Regions from separate parts of the Rattus norvegicus genome. Here region 2 is linked to region 1. Evidence: chromatin contacts called from public Hi-C data. All regions are on one chromosome and are shown on one strand. The core of a region is the stretch at or near the end of the contact, and the rest is flanking DNA. Distances in the headings are between cores, read along the strand shown. Region 1 holds the start of Cluap1 (clusterin associated protein 1). Region 2 holds the start of Zfp263 (zinc finger protein 263).

Region 1 (4,344 bases), core at 1,698-4,197:
TGGCCTCCTCCTCCTCGGCCATCCTTCCCCTACTGTTCCCCAGCCCTGGCCCTTTGCCTCCTATGTCCTCTCCAAGGCCCCAGAGCGGGTTCTCTTGCACAAGGGACACATGGTCTCCTCCAAGGCTCTCCAGGACCTCTTGGGCCTGAGTCCCAAGCCCTCGGGGGGACCAGACTGGGAGGGGACACCCTTGGCTGGGTCCATGCTGGAACTGGAAGCTGAGGAAAAAGGAAAGAGAAGTCACTCAGAGGGACCCAGTCTAACACACTACCTTGGGGTCCTCGGCCCTTATAACCTTCAAGACAATTGAAGGGCTTGGCACTACTTCCGTGAGGGTGAGGAAGAGATGTCGGGGGTCAAGCTGAAATGTCGTGAGTCCTTCATTTGTAAAATGAAGGAACTGAGACAAAGTTGTCCAAGGTCTATCAAAATCCAGATTGAGGATAGGAACCCAGAACTCCTACTCTTAGATCTTCTCTGCCTTAACACCCCAACAGGCTTTTGCTGCAGTCCACTTGTATATTACTATCCCTGAGATTTCACAGGACTCAGTGTGTACATGGATGTTCTGAATCGATAGTGGGGCACACGGATTTAAAAAAAAATTAAACAAGATCTTGGCCCCTGTAGCATGACATTATTTTAGTGTGTCCTGGCCACTGCGTCCTTTCCTAGTTCTTGGCAGAAAGCTAGGAAATGAAAGGCCCACTTGAATTCCCTTCAGTCTCTCATGTCTCCGGTCCTGCCTTAACAGAGCTCACCTGTGTTTCCCAGGCTGTCCCTGGGCAGGCGGGCTTCCAGGAGGGCTGAGCAATGGCCGTTACCTGGACCCAGGGTCCCCTGTGGCAGGGCCAGGGGCCAGGGCGAGCCTTCAGGCCGTGTCAGGCTGCCCCCAGCCATGAGCCGGCCTAGCCAGTGGCTTCCGCATTGGCCGGCAGGCTGCATGTGGCCTGGCAGGTAGAGAGCCAGGCTCCGGAGGTGTCGCAATCGGAAGTTCTTGGGCTTGCTTCCCTGGGCACTGGGGCCCTGCTGCTGCTGGGCCCCCAACCCTCCCTCATAGATGTTAGGTGGTGTGTCAGGGTGGCTGGGGCGTCCTGGGGCCCAGCTCACTGCATCTGCAAGAAGAGAGAGAGCAGGAGGGTGATGGCCAGTAGGCCCAGCATCTGGGGGAAATGCAAGTACCAGCTCATATGTTGGCCTCCACCCCCAGGCTACCCAGCCTCAGTTCCTGTCTATTCCCATTACTCTTCTTTGCTCCCCTTAACAAAGGGACCTAAGCAGCCCAGGACTTTGGCACAGAGATCCCACTGAGCACTTAAAGCCCTTTTTGTGCTCTTTACTCCAGAAAGAGTATGCTGGCACCAGTATAAGCACAGTGAGTTCAAGAGGACATGACTGGCCCAGTCATATAGCCTAGATCAGGAGTTACTCCCTTCCCAAGCATGCACGTCCCTAGGATCTCCCCAGTAGCTTTGGGCCCAGGTTGGGACAGTGTGGCATCTCTGCTGCTGCTCCTCCCTGCAGCCAGGCACCTTCTCTTATTCGAAGCTCAGAGAATGCACAGACCAAGGCTTCCATGGAGGGCCAGTATGGTGGGGGAGGAGTGGCCAGGCCTTCTGTGCAGTAGAGCCTGCTCTCCCCTGCCTAGGGGCTGGGTCTGCAGGTCTCCCATGGCAACTGGTCCTTATGATGTCACAGTAATGACTCTAGTCTCCCTGGACCTCCTAGTTTGGGAGACGATGGTATCTGGTCAGGTGGGAAGAGGGCAAGGGAAGGGACCAGAATCCAGGGTAAATCCACTGATCCTCAGATTCAGAGGAAGCCACATAAGACAAATTTGGCTTTGGTATGCTGGAAAGTTGTTCTCTAGGATGACCTTTTAGGGGCTTTGACCTCCTCATCTGTGGTTGGGAGAATGAGAGTTTCAAGAACAAACCTGGAGAGATCTGAATCATGCTGAGAAGATGGTTCTGGGTGACACCTATCTAATTATCCATTTTCTCATTGGTTGTTAAGCAATACGTAATAACGCTGATTTTTTTTATCCCCTGTGCATGTGGACAAACGAACAATTGTTCTGCTGGTAGAAATACAAAACTACAGGTACTTTAGAATCTTAACTCTGTCACAAGCTTTTTATGCTTCATTATAGAAAATTTAGTTCTAGGTTTTACATCTAGGTTTATGAACCATTGTTTTTGTACATAGATGCTAATAGTTTCATTTATTTGCTCGTTTTTTCAAAACCATTTGTTGCAAAGACTATCCAAATGCACCGTCTCCCATGTTAGACTAGCCACAAATGTATGGCCCTACTCCACATACTTTTAAGTCCTTAAGTATCTACTCTTGTCTGTACCACAGTGTCCTAGCCAAGAGCACCTTTACATCCTGTGCCTACCCATTTTCCTTCCTCTTCGCCCACCCTTCTTGGCTCAGCTCATCTCTCCTCTCCCCAGCCTTTCCTTGTCGCGGTTGTCCTCGACTCGTAACAGTCACCAAGGAGGGTTCACTTCTGAGCCTGGGCTGACCCCAGCACCAAGGCCTAGTACGCCAACACTACGGCTCCGGGCTCAGAACTAACCACCGTTTCCGGGGCAACCTCTGGCGCGCGAGTCTGGGCGCTAATTTCCGGCTTGTCCAGCTGTGCGTGCATGAAATCCTTCCGGGTACAATTCTCGAATTCTGCCCAGGGTAGGGTATCTTCGTTCCTGTCATTCTGTGCATACTTTATGCGGCTTCGACTCCGGAGTTTAGCTACGCTTTTACAAATACAAAGGAGACTCAGTCACAAAAGGTGATAGTGCTCTCTATATATTAGTGAGTCAATGAGAGTTACAACCGGACCGGAGCCAAAAGTGCTCAACGAATGGCTATGACACTGCGCAGCTTGTGAGGTGCGAACGCCACCTGCTGGTCTGTGTCTTGCGCTTGCGCGCACCTCACCGCTTCGCTTCCTGTCTTGTTTGGCCTGGACCGCACGCTGTCCAGGGCCTCTGAGTGTTGCTATAGAGACCGGCGAGAGCTAGGCCTGAGAACTCTAAAGAGACGAGCAGCGACGCCTCAGTGGACTCTTGGGGACCACAGCGCCATGTCTTTCCGCGACCTCCGCAGTAAGGCTGCGCCGGGCTTTCCCGTGGGCTTCCCAGTGGGCTTCCCAGGGACTCAAGGCTCTCCTGCAGGACCTCTGCTAGAGCCGTAGGCTCAGGCAGGCGGGTGGTCCCTAGGCCAGCCCCGGGCTGACAGAACTTTACAGCACCTTTGGAAAGTTCTGCCCGTCACTGGCCACGTGTAGCTAGAACACTGGGAATGTGTCTCGAGCGGCTGAAGAATTGAATGTTTAATTTTACCTCATTTTATTTCTGGTCACAGCCACATTCGCAGCCGCGGTAGAAAGGTCATGGGGAAATGGAGGCCTTTTCTGTGCTAGAGTTTGTAGCAAGAACCAATAACCGAGGAAGTGACTGGATGGATTGGCTATTGCTGCTAGGTTTTTGTTGTTGTTGTTGTTGTTGTTGTTGTTGTTGTTGTTGTTGTTAATTTTTGAGGGTTTGTTGTTTTGTATGTTACAATCTGTCAATGCTATTCTCGATGTGGGCGGCATTTCATTTACTCCTAGCCAGTTCTTGTGCCCTGGTTTAGCGATGAAACGGGCAGCAAGAGGTCAAAGTAATTTGGACAAGTAATGTATAGAATGAGTGGCTTTAGAGTTTGAATCCAGGTTGCCTGAACACTAAATACCGAGCAGAGAGCTTTGCCGGAGAGTAACAAAAAAAATGGGATACTCTTTTTTGTTACTACTCCTTGGGGGAAGCATCATTTTTGTGGCCCGCTGTTATTGTTCCTAGTTTTAACTGCAAGTTAAGTAGCATAACTACCCCTGGTTCACACAGCTAGGAGGAGTGCTGAGGCCGTGTGACTTACAGAAGTGTAACAGCTGGTAGAGTCTTGTCTGGGGTTTAAGGGTCTTTGAAACAGTGTGATTATGACTGTCCCCATGACGGTTTTTTTTTTTTTTTTTTTTTTGGTTCTTTTTTTCGGAGCTGGGGACCGAACCCCGGGCCTTGCGCTTCCTAGGTAAGCGCTCTACCACTGAGCTAAATCCCCAGCCCCCCCATGACGGTTTTGATGAGGCAAGCACTTTGCTGGGTCATTGAATAACTATCATTGTACTGGAAAGAGTATTTAAAAAGAGTGGTTCAGAATATGTACCTTAAATAAGTACTATATAATCTTGTAATCTATGAGACTGTCCCCATTTAGCAGTAGAGAACTTGACAGCTATTACTGAGCTAAAGGGAGTGTTTCGGCAAAGCCTGACTCCTTTCATAGGGGTGTAAGGGA
Region 2 (4,923 bases), core at 965-3,464, 150 kb before region 1:
CTTAACTGCTGGGTCATCTCTCCAGCCCAACCTCACAAGCCTTCAGATTTTTCTGAATGAACCTATACCAGCCCACCTGCTACCTAGTGTCTGGATAGAAAGGCATTTGCCATGGCAGCCTGCAGGCCTTTGTACCTGTGATGAAACCACATGCAGTCATCAAAAGCAGACCGTATTTCCACAGCCTAAGCTTCTGTGATAGGTTAGCTGTATGACCTGAGGCAAGTGACTTAACTGACACTGTTGGGAATACGCAAAAGAAACTTATTCTAAATACTACCATTTCCTTTTTAGACTCCATTTAATCATAGGACCTAAATTCAAGGTCCCAGGCCCTAGGAGAGCTGAGGACCTCTCAATAAACAGCTCCTATTATAAGGAAACAGTTATCTGAGTCCAGACACCTCAGGGACAACTTCTCCATCTTACTGGCAGGGTCAAACTAAGTTCATGTTCCCAGGACCTAACCTGATTGACGGAAACTCCCTTTCTCAACCCCTTATGACAGAAAACGACTGAACAGTGGTACAGCCCACCCCACTCATCCTTTAAATATGCTGCACAACATCCTCTCAAGGTCGGAGTTCAGCTCCTGAGTCTGTTCTGCAGCCCTGATTGATCAGCAGCAGTGATTACAAAACACCTGTCATCCGCATTGACTTGGTATGAGTTGTTGGGTTTAAGCAGACACCACGACACTCAAGGCCGTAATCACAGAACTTTACAATCTACTCCACGCCATACTGTGAAAGTTCTACTTCATGTACATAGACTGAAGCTCTGAAGGGAAAGACATACTGGCAATCGGAAGCCAAAAGTCACACCGCACAATGAGCCTCTCATACAAGAGACTAATTGGGAAAGAAAAAAATCCAGAAGGGTGTCTGTTTCCGCTCAGGAAAGAAGAAAGCAAGGAACTGAGTGGTAGGTAGGGCTTGTATAGGATTTTTAGTCTCTCCCAACCCCCACCCGACCCCAGCTTTCCATGGTGGGGATTGGTGAAATTTCAAATCCTCAGCTTGAGGGAGCTCAAAGATTGGTGGGGTTTGCTCAGGGCTTGGTGGGTTTCTATATGGAGCTCGAGGATTGGTGGGATATGAGTGTGTGTGTGTGTGTGTGTGTGTGTGTGTGTGTGTGTGTCTTGTAGGGTGGGGCCTGGCTACTCTTCCTCCTCAGACCTGGGATGAGAGTTACAGCGGTTAGAAAACGACTGTTAGGTTTAGGGACCATTAAGGAAGTCTGGGGCGGGACCTAGCTGCTGGAGCTCCGGGTTGCTGTGGTGGTGGTATGTTCACTTTCCTGCCTTGAGGTCTTACAAAGTAAACAGAGTTCACAAAGGGAGACCTGGGCAAAGAAGGCTTTTCCTGCCTCTCGAGTTGCAGTGAATAGCCAACAATGTAAGTACGTGTCCAATAAGCGATTACTGGTTTTCGTGACAAACTTCCTAGAATCTGAAGACTTCACGACCTATCTGTGACAGCTCCAGTCTCAGACCCCGGCAATTCTCTCTTCCAAAAATAAGGAAGTCCTTGGTGTTTCCTTCCCTTCTGACCTCAGGATGATCGTCATAGCCGATATGCTCTCCAGAACTAAGCCTTAGACCTGCACTGGGAGAATGGCGAAAGCAACTCATACCAGAAGAAGCATTCTTCTGGGTAGACCAGTTGCCTAAAGTTGAAGGACTAGGGACCACTGCTCACAGGGAGGCAAAAGCAGCCCGCTTAGACCTGCTCGATCCACAGTGTAGGTGCAGTAACAAGGGCGCGCCATGGACTACATTTCCCAGCAGTCCCCACGCACCTCGAGCCCTGGAAGCACAGTCCACCGGTCTGTTTCCGGCTGTAGGTTTCCGGGACGTTGGGCTCGGCCTTCGGAAAGGTTTTCTTTGTTACGCTTCTGGGCCCCAGCATGACACTCTAACGCCGCTGGATTCTTGTTCAAGCGTGGCTGGGGAATTTACCTTTTTGCAAACTTTACTACAAAAATCTGTCCGGGCCACATCCGCCAAGAGATTCCCACCGCTACCGCTTCCCACCTGGAGGCCCCACCCACTGCTTAGCCTTAGCCCCGCCTTTTACCGCGAGCGGACTGTTCTCCTCCTCCCGCTCTTTTATGCAAAGAGCAAAAAAGGTGGACCGTGAGTACGTGGCTAGACCCGACCCAATGGAAGACAGCGCAAACGAAACGTGAACCGGAAGTCCGTCCTGACTAGCAGCCGTTGGCTTATGACGCCTAACTCGCGCGCTGAGACTTGCGCCGCGGGCCTGAGACATAAGTTCTGTGTGGGCCTGGGAAGCCGGTCAGGTGGCGACGCTGCAGGCCTATTATTGCCAAGATCTGGACCTGGGTTCTTCTAGCGGGATTAGGAGCCCGGGGTCTCTCGGCTACAGCAGCGGTGGCCTGCTGTTGTACAGAACCTAGGGCGTCTTTCAAGGCGGACGTAGCTGGTTTCAAGACCTAGGCACTCTGGGGACATGAGTATGGCTGCGGGTCCGAGCTCCCAGGAGCCAGAAGGGCTCCTGATAGTGAAATTGGAAGAGGACTGTACCTGGAGCCAGGAGGTACCCCCGCCTGAACCAGAGCCCAGCCCCGAGGCCTCCCATCTGCGTTTTCGACGGTTCCGCTTTCAAGACGCCTCTGGTCCCCGAGAGGCCCTTAACCAGCTTCAGGAGCTTTGCCGTGGGTGGCTACGGCCGGAGATGCGCACCAAGGAGCAGATACTGGAGCTATTGGTGCTGGAGCAGTTCTTGACTATCCTTCCCCAAGAGATTCAGAGCAGGGTGCAGGAGCTGCGCCCAGAGAGCGGCGAAGAAGCAGTAACCCTTGTGGAGCGTATGCAGAAAGAACTTGGGAAACTGAGGCAACAGGTGACAGCTGTTTTACTCGTCGTTTGGCCTGGAAAATTGGGTCATTGATCTAGCCTTTTTTTGTAGTCGAATATACTTGATTGTCCTGAGTAGACTTTACTTAAAGAAGAGGGATTGTTTGTAGCTTATCTGGATCCTTTTCTTCCAGATTTTCCCCATATGACGATAATAGGAAGTGAGGAAGACTTTGTTTCAACATGTAGGCGTTGCTCTACCAGTATTTAGTTCTGTAGTTAGAAAGTTTCTCACTGGTTTCTAGCTTTGTGACTTTGGGCGGACTACTTAGTCTGTTTGGTCCTGTTTTTCTGTTGGCTACAGTACTGTTTGGGGATAATTTCGAGGAGAAAAGTATGTCGTTTGGATGACACCTTCTGCCACTTCTTTGAGGGGTTTGTTTTGTGACAGTCTTATGTAGCCCAGGCTGACTGACTCACTGTGTTGTTCAGCTTGGCTTCAGACCAGTGGTGATTCTCCACCTTCAGTTTTCCCAATTCTGAGTTCTTGGAATACAAGCAGAGTCTGGTTATGTCGCCCAGGCTTAAACTCAAGGCAATCCTCCTGCTTCAACCTCCCCACTACTGTGATTCCCACAGGCCTGTCCCACCACCCCAGGCCTATACTTACTGGTTAACACCCAGTATATCTTCGTCTATAGTTTCCAGTACAGAACTGGATCTCTGCTAATTGAACTTTGAGAAACAGCTAAGCACTCAGGGGCTGTGGTCACTGCCTGTTAAGTTCACCTTGTCTAGTAGTGAAACGTGGGAGCATCTAGAAAAGGTGAGAGAGAGCAAGCAGAAGTGAGATGTATCAGTAGAATATGTTGAGAAGGTCTTCCCTGGCAGCGGACCATCAGTTTTCTTGCTCCCATCCCTCCCCCATTTTCTTTTACAGTCTAAAAGCCCTTAGCATAAACCATCGTCTTGGTCAAGACCAAAGAGACAGTCTGATTCTCTGTTGAGGGTGCGTCCTAAGAATCCTGTACTAATTTCCATTTCTGTCAGCCCCGTTGTGATGATGAGTGATGTGGGTTGGTTCCCAGGTCACAAACCAAGGGCGGGGAGCAGAAGTGCTTTTGGAGGAGCCTTTGCCACTGGAAACAGCAGGAGAGTCACCGAGCTTCAAGCTGGAGCCAATGGAGACTGAGCGAAGCCCTGGCCCCAGGCTGCAGGAGCTGCTAGACCCCAGCCCCAAAAGGGACTCCCAGGCTGTAAAGGAGAGGGGTGAGGGACAGTTATCTGGGCAGGTGGGAGGGAGGAGGGGCTTTGGGGTTGCCCCTCACCCTCGAAAAATGTAGTACAGCTGTCAAGGAGAAAGGATTTCTGAATTATGGTTCTCAGTTGTGCTCTGAAAAACCTAAAAGTGGTGGTATAAATTCTGTGAAGGTTGGATGGGAGGGAAAAGGGGAATCTCTTAGTAAAGCCCTTTTGTGTACAGAACAGGCAAATTACAGTTAGATGAGATGTGGGAGTGTGTGATTAGAATCCGTTGGCCAGGATGAAGGATGGCTCACATGCCTTTACTATAACTCCATTACTTTAAATCACCTTAGTACACCTTTTGCTACTTTCTGTTTAATGTCAGTCCTAAAGCTGAGACTTGTAGTTGAGGAGTGCATATTGTCTTGTAATAGTCTGTGGGCTGCCGGGACGTGGTGTTACTCATTGTGTTCTCTGTTGTCTTCAGCATTATCTGCTCCCTGGCTCTCTCTCTTTCCTCCTGAAGGGAATGTGGAAGATAAGGATATGACTGGGACCCAGGTGATGTGGAAGTTCTCATTGCCTCTCCCCAGAATTAATTCTCCTTTTCTCCTCTGCTTTTGGGGTGGGAGGCTCCCCTCTGCTACTAGGAGAATATTTTCTTTTTGATCAGATATCGCCCTTATTTTCTTTGTCTTTTCAACCCATCACTTACAGGCTTCCCCCATGACATGAGTGTTCTTGGCACTCCTGGGTTTTACCCTGTGAACTGTGACTCTGCTTAATTGTCCTTAGGGATTATTGCATGTGATGCTAAAGGGGGTCTTGTATTGTTTCAGTTGCCCGAGAGCCTCGAG

What was found. A called contact is a pair of places that touch in the nucleus more often than the background predicts.
Region 2: a contact with region 1 is called in a Hi-C map of kidney, with 3 times the contacts expected there. The contact joins the promoter of Zfp263 here to the promoter of Cluap1 in region 1. A contact is called at or near these places in 8 of 12 Hi-C or Micro-C datasets (the A7r5 cell line, Schwann cells, kidney and 4 more) and 1 of 1 datasets of contacts at active chromatin or transcription factors (oligodendrocytes).

The regions. Positions count from the first base shown.
Region 1 is chr10:12,123,478-12,127,821 of GRCr8, reverse strand. It overlaps Cluap1 (clusterin associated protein 1), which reads left to right and starts at 2,947. Exons shown (of 12, transcript NM_001399473.1): 1 at 2,947-3,113. The coding sequence starts at 3,092. C10h16orf90 (similar to human chromosome 16 open reading frame 90) reads right to left here and starts at 2,542. Exons shown (of 4, transcript XR_010055524.1): 1 at 2,402-2,542; 2 at 762-1,115.
Region 2 is chr10:12,274,878-12,279,800 of GRCr8, reverse strand. Zfp263 (zinc finger protein 263) reads left to right here and starts at 2,214. Exons shown (of 6, transcript NM_001399418.1): 1 at 2,214-2,867; 2 at 3,910-4,090; 3 at 4,554-4,627; 4 at 4,906-4,923. The coding sequence starts at 2,475.